2 separate regions of the Gossypium hirsutum genome follow, and region 1 is linked to region 2. The links are chromatin contacts, called in public Hi-C maps. All regions are on one chromosome and are shown on one strand. The core of a region is the stretch at or near the end of the contact, and the rest is flanking DNA. Distances in the headings are between cores, read along the strand shown. Region 1 holds the start of LOC107890843 (RNA-binding protein 39). Region 2 holds the start of LOC107890835 (protein BRASSINOSTEROID INSENSITIVE 1).

Region 1 (6,143 bases), core at 2,780-5,279, 200 kb before region 2:
TAGTGGCTACAAAACCATGAACAAATTTCCACAAAGCTATTTTGATTTTCGGGGGACATCTAGTTGCCCAAAATTTCTTGAAAACATAATGCCTAGATGATAAAAGAGTTGGCTGTTGGAGTAATAAACGATAACCACTACGAACAGAGTAGAAACCCGAGCGTTCACCGTCCCACACGAGAAATCCTCTTATGGAACAGACGGTAAAGGAATACCCTGAATGAGGATTGCATCAGCAGCTACAAAAAGCGAGTCAATCAAATCCCGTTTCCAACCCATTCCATTTGGCAAAATAAGCTTAGACACCTTCTCAATATTACCTAATCTAGAAGTTTTAACTTTTCCAGGTAAAAACCTTGGCACCCAACTGTCCTCCCAAATGTTAATGCTTTCACCTGTTCCCACATTCCATTTCAGCCCCATCTCAATTAATTTCCTGACACTCTAGATGCTCCTCCAAACGAGTGATGGTTTGGAACCTAACTGAGCATTAAAAAACCTTGTATTAGGAAAGTATTTGGCCCTTAGAATGCGCACCATCAACGACGTAGGATGCATTAAAATAAATAAATATTTAAAATAAAATACAACATTTTGAAAAAAAATCAATAAATTAAAATAAATAATTTTTAAAATATTTAATGATAATTATATACAACAATTTGAATTTGTCGCTAATACAATTTATTTTTTTTTACTTTTTACTTTTTGCTTTAATATGTGCTGATTTTTTTAATTGGTTAAATAAATCTTCTTTTTTAAAATTAGTGAAATAGATCGATTTTAGAGAAAGAGTGTGAAATCGCGTCCTACTAAGCGAGTTTTCTGTTGACATGTCAGGGAAAACATTCCCAATTGGATACGTTTTCTTTAGAAATTTTAGAAAACACTTCTAGCTGGGCACGTTTTCTTTGACATGTCAGTAGAAAATTTGTCCAATTGGATGCACTTTCATACACTCTCTCTAAAATCAACCTATTTTCTTAAATTAAAAAAAATATTTTTAACCAATTAAAAAAAACGACATATTTAAACTTATTTAACCATTCTTCTATACATTCCACCCAGAAATTTGAGAAAATAAATACAATATTGAAACAAAAAATCCCACCTAAAAACATGTCACCAAACAATTTTTTATATATTTTCTAAACAATTATTTCGTTACATATAAAAAAATGTCACTCCCAAAATTTTACAAATAATCCATTATTTTCTAAACATTTTTTTTCTAATTTTTAATCAATGTCTTAAAGGTGCTAAACATAAAAATTTCTAATTTAAAATTATTACTTAAAAACTATTTTCTCAAATAAATATGGGACTTTTTTCATAAATAAAATCATAGAATTACTTCAAAAAAATATGTTTTTTAAAGCTTGTAAAAAAGGTTTAAAACTGTTGGAAAAAATTAAAATTTATTTAAATAAAAATAATTACCAAAAATTGTTTTTTAATAAAATAATTTTTATTTATATCCAGTCATACATTTTTAAAGAAATAAATACATCAACTTATTTATATATTAGATAAATATAATTATTTTTGTATGCAATATATAAATATAAAATAGCGCTATATCAATAACTATATTAATTTGTGAGAATTGGATCAAATCAAAATTTCATGTATAAAATTACATAAAATAAAAGTTTATGTATAAATATGCATATTAAACCAAAGTTTATGTATTATTTTAAGATTTATTCCTTTTAATTATTGTTTCACTTATTATTTCTAACAATTTCTTGAATAATCAATTTGAATTTTTTCTCATATCATTCACAAAAATTATATAAAAATTAGAAAATTTTTAATACATTTTAATTGATATACACACTTAATAAGTGAATCGCACGGCTAAGAAAACTAATTACATATATGAAAGTGAATAATGACACATTAGAGTTGGAATGGATAAATGAAGTTAATCATGATTTAAACAAATACTTATATTTATATTATTAAATAATAATATTTTATTTATTATTAAATATCTATAAATTGTAATATTTATTCATAGTTAAAATATTAATATAAACATTTTTCAATATTATTTAAAAATATTATTTAAAATTTAAAAATATTATTGTTAAAATTTATTATTAAAAGTAAAGTTGTAATATTAAAGAATTTACTATATTAAATATAAATAATTAAATAAGTATGTTTGATATTATTCAACATTTTAATATTTGTCGATTGAGTGTTAACTTGATTGACATCGATATTTTTGTTAGTGCAGGAGGAAGTGAGTTTAAGTGCGCTGAAGCACATTATCTTCCTATTTAAGTGTTGGGGAAGGGCTATGGGTAGTTCTAAGTATTGTATGAAAAAAGAGCAAATATGATAAGAACATGTAATGAGATTAATATTAAAAGAAAATGATATTTGATATTAATATTTTAATATTTTTAAAAATAAAAAAATAAAAAATTATCATTAATATAATAATATTATGCTTAATTTAATTTAATTTTAAATAAAAACCCATAAATGAACACTTCTTTTAAAAAATAACTTATGTTTTTCAAAAATTAACTCAATTAAAAAAAATAAAAATAAAAAAGAGAAAGGAAAAGCTTAATTTCCATTCATTTGCAAGTAATATTTTGTTGGTCAATTTTTTTAATGAATCAAATACAATAAAATGCAAAAAAAAACATTTTATATAAGGTATTGTTTGATAAATTGAAAAATTAAATGTTGAAAAAATAAATGTTGAAAATTTGAGTGCTGAATTTAAGTTATAAAATTTGTTTAATATATTTTTAAAATTAATTACTGAATATAATTAGATTGTTTGATAAATAAATTGAAAACATTCTCCTTTCAATGATAAAGTAATTTTTATCTACTTATTATTTACCATATTTTTTTTATATTTTTTAATCATCTATCAAACTGAGGCCTAAATCAATTTATGTGAAACAATCACACTATTCTTATATAATAATAGAGTTTGAAGTTAGGGTCTGTTATTTCACTGAAAATGATTTCTGGAGAATGACTTACTTTCTTGGAAGAATTAATATTTTTTGGTTTTTGGATGAATTTGTGTAAAATATTTTCTGTTGTTTGACAGATTTATTAAAAATATTTCATAAAAATTGTTTTAAATAAAACAAACATACATTTGAGATTTTCTTGTCTTTTCATTGTTTAATTGAGTTTATTTTATATCTATAAATTTAAATTAAAAACATTTTTTAAAATTTAGGTTTATTACAACGTCATTTTTTAGTTATAAGACTATCAAGTGATTATTTTTATTTAAAAATGTGATATCAACAAAATTAACAAAAAAAAAAAGTTAACAATTGAACTTGATTTTCAAAATTGAAAAGTAGGCGGACTAAATTATTAAAAATAAAAGTACAGAGACTAAATTACAAATTTGTGAATACTATATAGACTTACGACATATTTTAACCTTTCTTCTCCAAAAAAAATATTTTTAACATATTTATAATTGTAATAAATATTTATTATTAAAATATTAGTATTAAATATTTTCAATAATATTGAATAATATTATTTAAATTTATTATTTTTAAAATTTATTATTAAAATAAAATTAAAATATTAAATAATTTATTAATAAATTATATTAATTATAAAAATAATTTATTATATAACTAAATATAAATAATTAAATATGTATGTTTAATAATATTGAAAGATATAATATTTTTATTAATATTTTTAAAAATAAAAATAAAATTTATTATCAATATAATAAAATAATAAAATATATATGTTTAATAATATTAAAAATATAATATTTTTATTAATATTTTAATAATTTTAAATATTTTTAAAAATAAAAATAAAATTTATTATCAATATAATATTATTAAGCTTAACTTAAATTAATTAAATTTTTTTATAGAAAATAACTTACGCTTTTTAAGAGGATAATTTATTTAAAAAAAACTTATTTTACATTAATTTTATTTCATTTTCTATTAATCAAATTATTTTTTTAAAAACAAATACACAAAAAGGACGAACAAATTTTCCCTAAAACACAGGCCAACCCTTATTGTCAGAAACCTATAACATACCCAATATTGTATACAACGAAGTTGGAAGCCCATAGATTCCGTACGCTTCACACACTTCACACACTTCACACATATCGTATCCGGTGAATGTGCTGTGGAAAAGGGAATCACTTGCTGTTTGTCTTTGTTTCTACTCGTTTCTTTTCTTCAATCTTTCTTCAAACTTCTTGGTAAATTCTCTCAAAGCCCACGCAATTTTATCAAATTGCACCCAAGTCCCATTCCCAGATTTCGAGGACCCAAATTAAACCAAACCCTTGCAATTGACAGCTGAACCCCAACAAAACCCTAATTTCTCAAACCATATTTCGAGGTTCCAACTTTATTACCTTCAACAAAAAGAGGTGAAATCTCGGAAGTTTTGAAACAAAATAATGGATTTCGACGAGTACGAGTATTTGGAAAAAACCGTTGAGGAGCAGGAAGATCCGAAGAAGACGAAAGACAGAGGAGGATCGGAGGATAAGAGCGAGAGAAGCTATAGGAAGAGAGATGGAGATAGAGAGGAAGAGGATGACGAGGGCAAGAGGAGCAGCAAGAAATCGAGAAGCGGCCGCGATGAGGACGACGAGGAGAGGCGAGATCGGGATAAGGACCGCCATAGAAGCAGCCGCGACAGGGATAGGGAAAGGGAGAGAGATAGAGATAAGGATTTAGAGAGGAGGGGTAGCAGAGAGAGGGAGAAGGAAAGGGAGAGAGAAAGAAGAGAAAAAGATAAGGAGAAAGAGAGGGATAGGAGAGAGAAGGAAAAGGAGAGAGAGAGAAGGGAAAGAGAGAAGGAAAAGGAGAAAGAGAGGGAGGTAGACCGGAGAGAGAGAAGCAGTAGTAGGTCGAGGAGGCACGAAAGTGATCGTGAGATTGAGAGGGAACGGGAGAGAGATAGGAGAGAGAGGAGCAGTAGTAGGTCGAGGAGGCACGAGAGTGATCGTGAGCTAGAGAGGGAGCGGGAGAGAGATAGGAGAGAGAGAAGCAGTAGTAGGTTGAGGAGACACGAGAGTGAACGCGATCAAGAGAGGGAACGTGAAATTGACATCAGAGATAGCAGGTAATTTTTTAAAAAGTACATTATATGTGCAAAATGAATTTCTGGGCACCTATGTTGAAGTATTGTAATGTTTATGCAGATGTAGAAATGACTAGATGACTGCTAAGTTCAATTAAACATGCATTTTTGCATCGTGTTTATACCATCCAATTATATTGTCTGTCATGATCTAAGCACATAAACATGGTTGAAGTGCTCACTGCTCACCCCTTAGGGATGAAGTTTATTGTTTTTTATGATGTTTCAGAATTCATTTTTTGGAGTAAATTTATATGCAAGAAATAGGGTGAGAGGATTCCTTAGTTGTATCCTTTAGAGTTATAGAACTGTAATGCCTTTTGTATGTGCATTTTTGGTAGGATGTCGATGGCAATGTCTAGTAATTTTGTGCAGATGGTTCTTTTTTCTTTTTTAGAGCATGATTTTAGTGGCATCCTGAATTATCTCATGAACATGGATGTTTCAGGAGATTTAAGGATAAGAAAGATGCAGTGGAGCCTGAGGCTGATCCTGAGAGGGACCAGAGAACTGTTTTTGCTTATCAGGTAGATAAATTGCTATTTTTGCTTTCATCTTCAAAGTATTGTATGATATAAATGTAATATTTATGTGTATCAACATGCATTTTTTTTTAAATTTCACTATTTATTAATTGTTGTTCACCTTGAATTGGTTGATGACAGATGCCTCTAAAAGCAACTGAGAGAGATGTCTATGAATTCTTCTCAAAAGCAGGCAAGGTTAGTCGGGTTTAACTTGGTTATTTTATTTCTTTGTGAAGGATGTAGTCAGTATTGTATCTACACTTTGCTCCTTGTGCTTGATAATAAAGCACCTCAATACCCTTTCAAGCGAGGTGCATTTGATCAGGCACACACTTGGTGCTTCTAGGCATACTTTTTGTTAAGGGCAATATGCATAAAAAAGCTTGCCTGGTCGAAGTTACTCTTTATTTTATTTTTCTTTTTTTCATTAGATGTTGCTTTACTGGTAAAAAGGGGATAGCATCAAACTCTCCTCTTTTTGATATT
Region 2 (5,708 bases), core at 2,338-4,837:
ACAAAAAGTTGTAAGTGTTATATGGAATTAATGTGAAAAATTTAAGTTATTGATATCAAGTTCAAATAAGTGTATTCATCGATTGAAGTTGTGTTTGGCTGGAATAATATATTAAATGAATTACTTAAATGAATTATTTTAGTATGTTCAGAAAGATTTATGTTTAGTGCCAACGAACTTACTAAGCGTCGTTAAGCTTACATTAGTTGTTCAATGTTCTTTGTAGATTTTCAAGAAGTTTGGAGGATTGGATCAACACATCGGTTCACATTATCTAGATAACTCCGGTAGATTTTGTTATACAACTTAAGGTTTATATGGCATGTATAGGGTTAAATTGAAAAGAAGAAAACCTGTAATATGGTTGAGAGTGGAACAAATACATATATGTATGTTTTTATTCATGTACTTAGTAATAGCTTATAGTAATCAATGAATGGTGTTAATGTGGTAAGTTTATGCAACTAAGTTGTATGATGATATGTTAGGTCTAAAACTTGATTTTTGGTTTGTATTGGTTGCTTAATTGGGTTATTTTGGTATATGAGAGTATTGTATGCAAGTTGATTGTGAAAAGGGTGAGAAAAATGGCTTTTAAATGGCCTATTTTCGTCCACAAGGGCAGAGACTCGGGCGTTTGTCTCAGCCGTGTGTGACACATAGCAATGCACATGGGTGTGTAGTCTGGCCTTTTGTCCGTTGCATCTTAAAATTTAGAAGCAGAATGCTCAGAATTGAGCACACGATCAAAGACACGGGCGTGTGTCTCAGCCGTGTGAGGCACATGGCCTAGCACACGGGTTTGTGGCTTTGCCGTGTGAAAACTGTACCTAATTTTAGGAAAATAAACTGGCCACACGGCCTAGCACACAAGCATGTGGTTGGCCGCGTGACCCAAGTTAAGGAGTTACACAGGGTAAGACACGGCTTGAAGCACGGGCATGCCATGGGACCACACGGACGTGCGACCCCTGTACCTAGGAAAAATTTTGAAATTTTACGAAAAAATTTCTGAGTTCCTGATTTAGTCTCGACCTACTTATAATACTTAAATTGGGCCTCAAGGGTCCATTTAAGGGACAACATAATTAGTCTTGATTATAAATAATAAATGACAATAATTATGTGTAATTATTCTGTAAACTTTGATAATATCTTGTAACCCTATTTTGGCAACGGATACAGGTTAGGGGTATTATATGGATCTAGTCGAATATCTTGTTAATCTAGTTAGTCACATATATGTCTCTATCTTCAGGGAGTCATCTGATCCGATTGGACTTGATAGACGACATATTAGCCTTTCAACTGGTTTGCTCATTTTCGATAAGACTAAGGACATGTTTATGTTCGTCTACTAATACAAGTTGTATTTCCATATTACGATTCGACCACGTAATACTACTTACTATTGGTTAAACATTAGATAACCATCGAGTTAATATCTGCTTCTATTTTGTTTTACATGCAAAAATCACATAAAGCACATTATACAAAGGATTTAAATGTAATTCATGAATAATTTTATGAACCAATTAGTTTGAAAAAAATTACAAGTATATAAACAAATATACTACACTTAGAACACCAAATTTAACACTTTCTTATCGATCTGTCTATAGTTTCTTTCTCTAGGTTGCATGTGACTTTTCAAGTTGGGCCTTTTGTGACATCTTTCTCCAAGTCGATTGTGGTCTTGTTATCTCTTGATCGTTGTAGTCTATTTTGGTAACCATGTAACCTCTATTCTCCTAAAAATAGTTTCTAGTAAGAAAAAAAGATGTATAACTTGCTTAAAACATCATAAATATATAAACAATTTAAAAATTAAAAAAAAATTAGTACATTGCTAGTGAAATTTAAAAATTCCAAAAGTAAGATTGATTTAATGACAAATATATATAGCATGATAAAGAAATAAAAAATATATATATATAAAATAAAACTCATGGCAAATTTATAACTCTGCTTGTTTAATTAAAAATATAGAGCACTCACCCTTATTATTTATATTAAATAAATTGTATTTTTTTTAAATTTTAGATAAATAAATATCAAATGATTTAAATGTAATATAATATAATATAAATTTATAAATGACCAGATTTAAGAAAGGAAAAGGAGTGGTCAAATTTAAAATTACAGGTACATAAATGCCAAAATGACTTTTGATTAATCCTCGTGACCAAAAACAGAAGTCCTATTAAATTAAGAGATTGGGAATCTCCAATTAATTGACAGTGATGGATCAATCCTTTATCACACGTACGCTTCAAAAGCTAGAGAGACAAACAGTCTAACAAGTTTTCTCTTTCTTTCTTTTTAACATTAGAATAAGATAATGATAGCGAGTGAATAATAAACAAAAAATTACAATAGAAGTTATGTTAAAATACTTTCCAACTTCCCATGTCATTTTTATATTTGAAAATTAATTCTGTATTTCATTATTTATATTTTTTATTTAAAATATAAATTTAATTATTAATATTGTTTAAATTTTTTGTTAAATTTAAATTTATTGTCTTATTTTTACAATATTTTTAAGTGTTTTTTTTTAATTTTAAAATTTCAAACTAATAAATTTAATAATAAATTTTAATTAAAATTTTTAAAATTATATTAATAGTGGAACCAATCTCATCAATTTTAAATTTAATTGGTTTAACTCTTTATTATGTAATAATAAATAATCCTTTTCAGGCTAATTTTATAAACAATCACTTTAATAGTGTTCTAAGTGTAGGAAAATGATAAGAATCCTAAGACTTAACCAAATCAAAACATTTTTTTTTAGAATTATTTTTTCTAGAACAAACATAAAAACTTGATAACATATAGTTATATATTTTCAACTAATTATATCATGATATTTTTCTACGAAAACATGACATTTTATTAATAAACTAAATAGGAGTTTTTAAATTTCTCTATAATGTGAAATAAAATTTATATAAGTTTTAGAATTATTAGATAATATTATGACCTACGTTGCCTTCATTATAGTCTAATTATGATTTTTATTCCCAATTTTCTATTATAATGTAATTATGATTGTTATATCAAATTAATCTCTTTATTTTAATTAATCAAGATATTTAATACTTAATAAAAAATGAAAAGTTAAATTCATTGTTGATAAACATACGGATTTAAATTGCTTAGTTTTATTAATTTGTTATATATAAATGATTGGATATTAATTTTTAGGTTGAATTGCCCGAATTTTAAGTTAACGATTTAATAAAAATATTTAAATGTGTTATTTGATTAAACTAAAATTTTAGTTTTAGTAAAGTAGGGATGAAACTCTAAGAAACTACAAAAAAAAGTTTATATTTAGTATAGAATTATATTAAATATTAAGTCAAAAAGAAAAAGGAAAGTTATTATAAGTAGAAGATAAGGAGAGACCCATCCATCCCCTAATCTCATACACTTAATCACCCATCTAGAGAGACAAACATAATATTTTAATCATTAACTTAATCATACTTAATTGTTAGATTAAATATATTAATTTAGTTATCCAAGAATTGAACTTGTTGAAGAAAGAGAGAGTGTCTCACATGCCATGTGAACAACAGCTGTTTCCATTCCCCCACTTTGATAATACATCCTTCTTGCCATCTTTGCTCTTGTCTTTTGACTCCCATTATTTCTTTCTTCCCAAACCCAAACAAAATTAATACCACCATCTCTCTCTCTCTCTAAAACCAGATCTCAAAGCTCTCTTCTTTCTCTCTAATGGCACCCATCATATCCTAAAACACCTCTCTCCCTCTTTCTTTCTTGTCCGAAAGAAGTTAAATTTCCCACAAATATGAGGCCTTCATTAGCCTCAACAACATACTTTTCTCTCCTCATTCTTACATTCTCCGTCACCTTTCTTATCTCCCTCGAAGCTGCTGCTTCTGCTTCTTCCAAAAACAGAGATTCTCAGCCACTTCTTAACTTCAAAGCCAGCTTGCTTGACCCATCTCTTCTTCAAAGCTGGGTTGCTAACCAAGACCCTTGTAGCTTCAAAGGTGTTACATGCCAAGATTCCAAAGTTTCCTCTATTAATCTCAGCTACACAGCATTGAGCATTGATTTTCATATTGTTGCTGCTTTCCTTTTATCCCTGCAAAACCTGGAATCCCTTTCTTTGTTGAAGGCCAATATCTCTGGCAACATTTCTTTCCCTTCTGGGTCCAAGTGTAGCTCCCTGTTGACCACCTTAGATCTATCTCAAAACACCTTGTCGGGTCCTCTTTCAACTGTTTCCAACTTGGGTTCTTGCACAAACTTGAAGGTTCTCAATCTATCAAGCAATAGCCTTGAGTTTTCGGGTAAAGAATCCAGGGGTTTGAAGCTAAGTTTGGAAGCTCTGGATCTTTCTTTCAACAAGCTATCTGGTGGAAACGTGGTTCCTTGGATTCTTTATGGTGGTTGCTCTGAGTTGAAGCTCTTGGCTTTGAAAGGAAACAAGATTAGTGGTGAAATAAATGTGTCGAATTGCGGAAAGTTGCAGTTTTTGGATTTTTCATCCAACAATTTCTCAATGGGGACTCCTTCATTTGGAGACTGCTTAGCTTTGGAACATCTTGATGTATCTACCAACAAGTTTTCTGGTGATATTTCCCATGCAATTTCTTCGTGTGTGAACTTAGAGTTCTTGAACCTATCAAACAATCAGTTTTCGGGGCCGATTCCAGCTTTGCCAACTTCCAAATTACGGCGCCTTTATTTAGCATTAAATAAGTTTGAAGGAGAGATTCCAGTGTATCTCACAGAAGGTTGTTCAGGCCTTGTTGAGCTGGATCTTTCTTCAAATAAGCTTTCTGGTATGGTTCCTAGTGGCTTTGGTTCTTGCTCTTCTATGGAGTCTTTTTCTGTATCGAGTAACAACTTCACTGGTGAACTCCCCATTGAAATATTCCAGAATATGAGTTCCTTGAAGGAGTTGGGTTTAGCTTTTAATTATTTCTCTGGTCCTTTGCCTGAGTCTTTGTCTAGTCTTTCCAACTTGACCGTCCTGGATCTCAGTTCAAATAACTTTTCAGGATCCATCCCTGCTTCTTTGTGTGAAAATCCCACCAACAGGTTGAAAGTTCTGTATTTGCAAAATAATATCTTAACTGGCTCTATTCCTCCTACTCTCAGTAACTGTTCTCAGCTTGTTTCACTCCATTTGAGCTTCAATTACCTCACGGGTACAATTCCTCCAAGCCTGGGATCTCTCTCCAATCTCAAGGACTTGAAGCTTTGGATGAATCAGCTCCATGGCGAAATCCCACAACAGCTAGGAATCATTCAGACACTTGAGACATTGATTCTCGACTTCAATGAGTTGACTGGGACAATACCTTCTGGCCTAAGCAACTGTACCAAGTTGAATTGGATTTCATTATCCAACAACCGGTTGACTGGTGAGATTCCTGCTTGGCTTGGCAAGCTTTCCATTCTTGCTATCCTCAAGCTCAGCAATAACTCCTTCTATGGACGAATCCCGCTGGAGCTCGGAGAGTGTAAAAGCTTGATATGGTTGGATCTTAATACTAATAACTTGAATGGGACCATCCCTCCTATGCTGTTCAAACAATCTGGTAAAATTGCTGTCAATTTCATTGCTGGGAAGAGGTTTACGTATATCAAGAATGATGGAAGCCAGGAGTGCCATGGGTCAGGAAATTTACTAGAATTTGCAGGAATTAGAGAGCAACAGT

What was found. A called contact is a pair of places that touch in the nucleus more often than the background predicts.
Region 1: a Hi-C map of leaf shows a contact between it and region 2, with 8 times the contacts expected there. The contact joins the promoter of LOC107890843 here to the promoter of LOC107890835 in region 2. A contact is called at or near these places in 9 of 34 Hi-C or Micro-C datasets (callus, hypocotyl, leaf and 1 more).

What each region holds. Positions count from the first base shown.
Region 1 is chrA11:69,177,985-69,184,127 of Gossypium_hirsutum_v2.1, reverse strand. It overlaps LOC107890843 (RNA-binding protein 39), which reads left to right and starts at 4,029. Exons shown (of 15, transcript XR_005905265.1): 1 at 4,029-5,112; 2 at 5,579-5,657; 3 at 5,796-5,852.
Region 2 is chrA11:68,973,348-68,979,055 of Gossypium_hirsutum_v2.1, reverse strand. It overlaps LOC107890835 (protein BRASSINOSTEROID INSENSITIVE 1), which reads left to right and starts at 3,587. Exons shown (of 1, transcript XM_016815415.2): 1 at 3,587-5,708. The coding sequence starts at 3,824.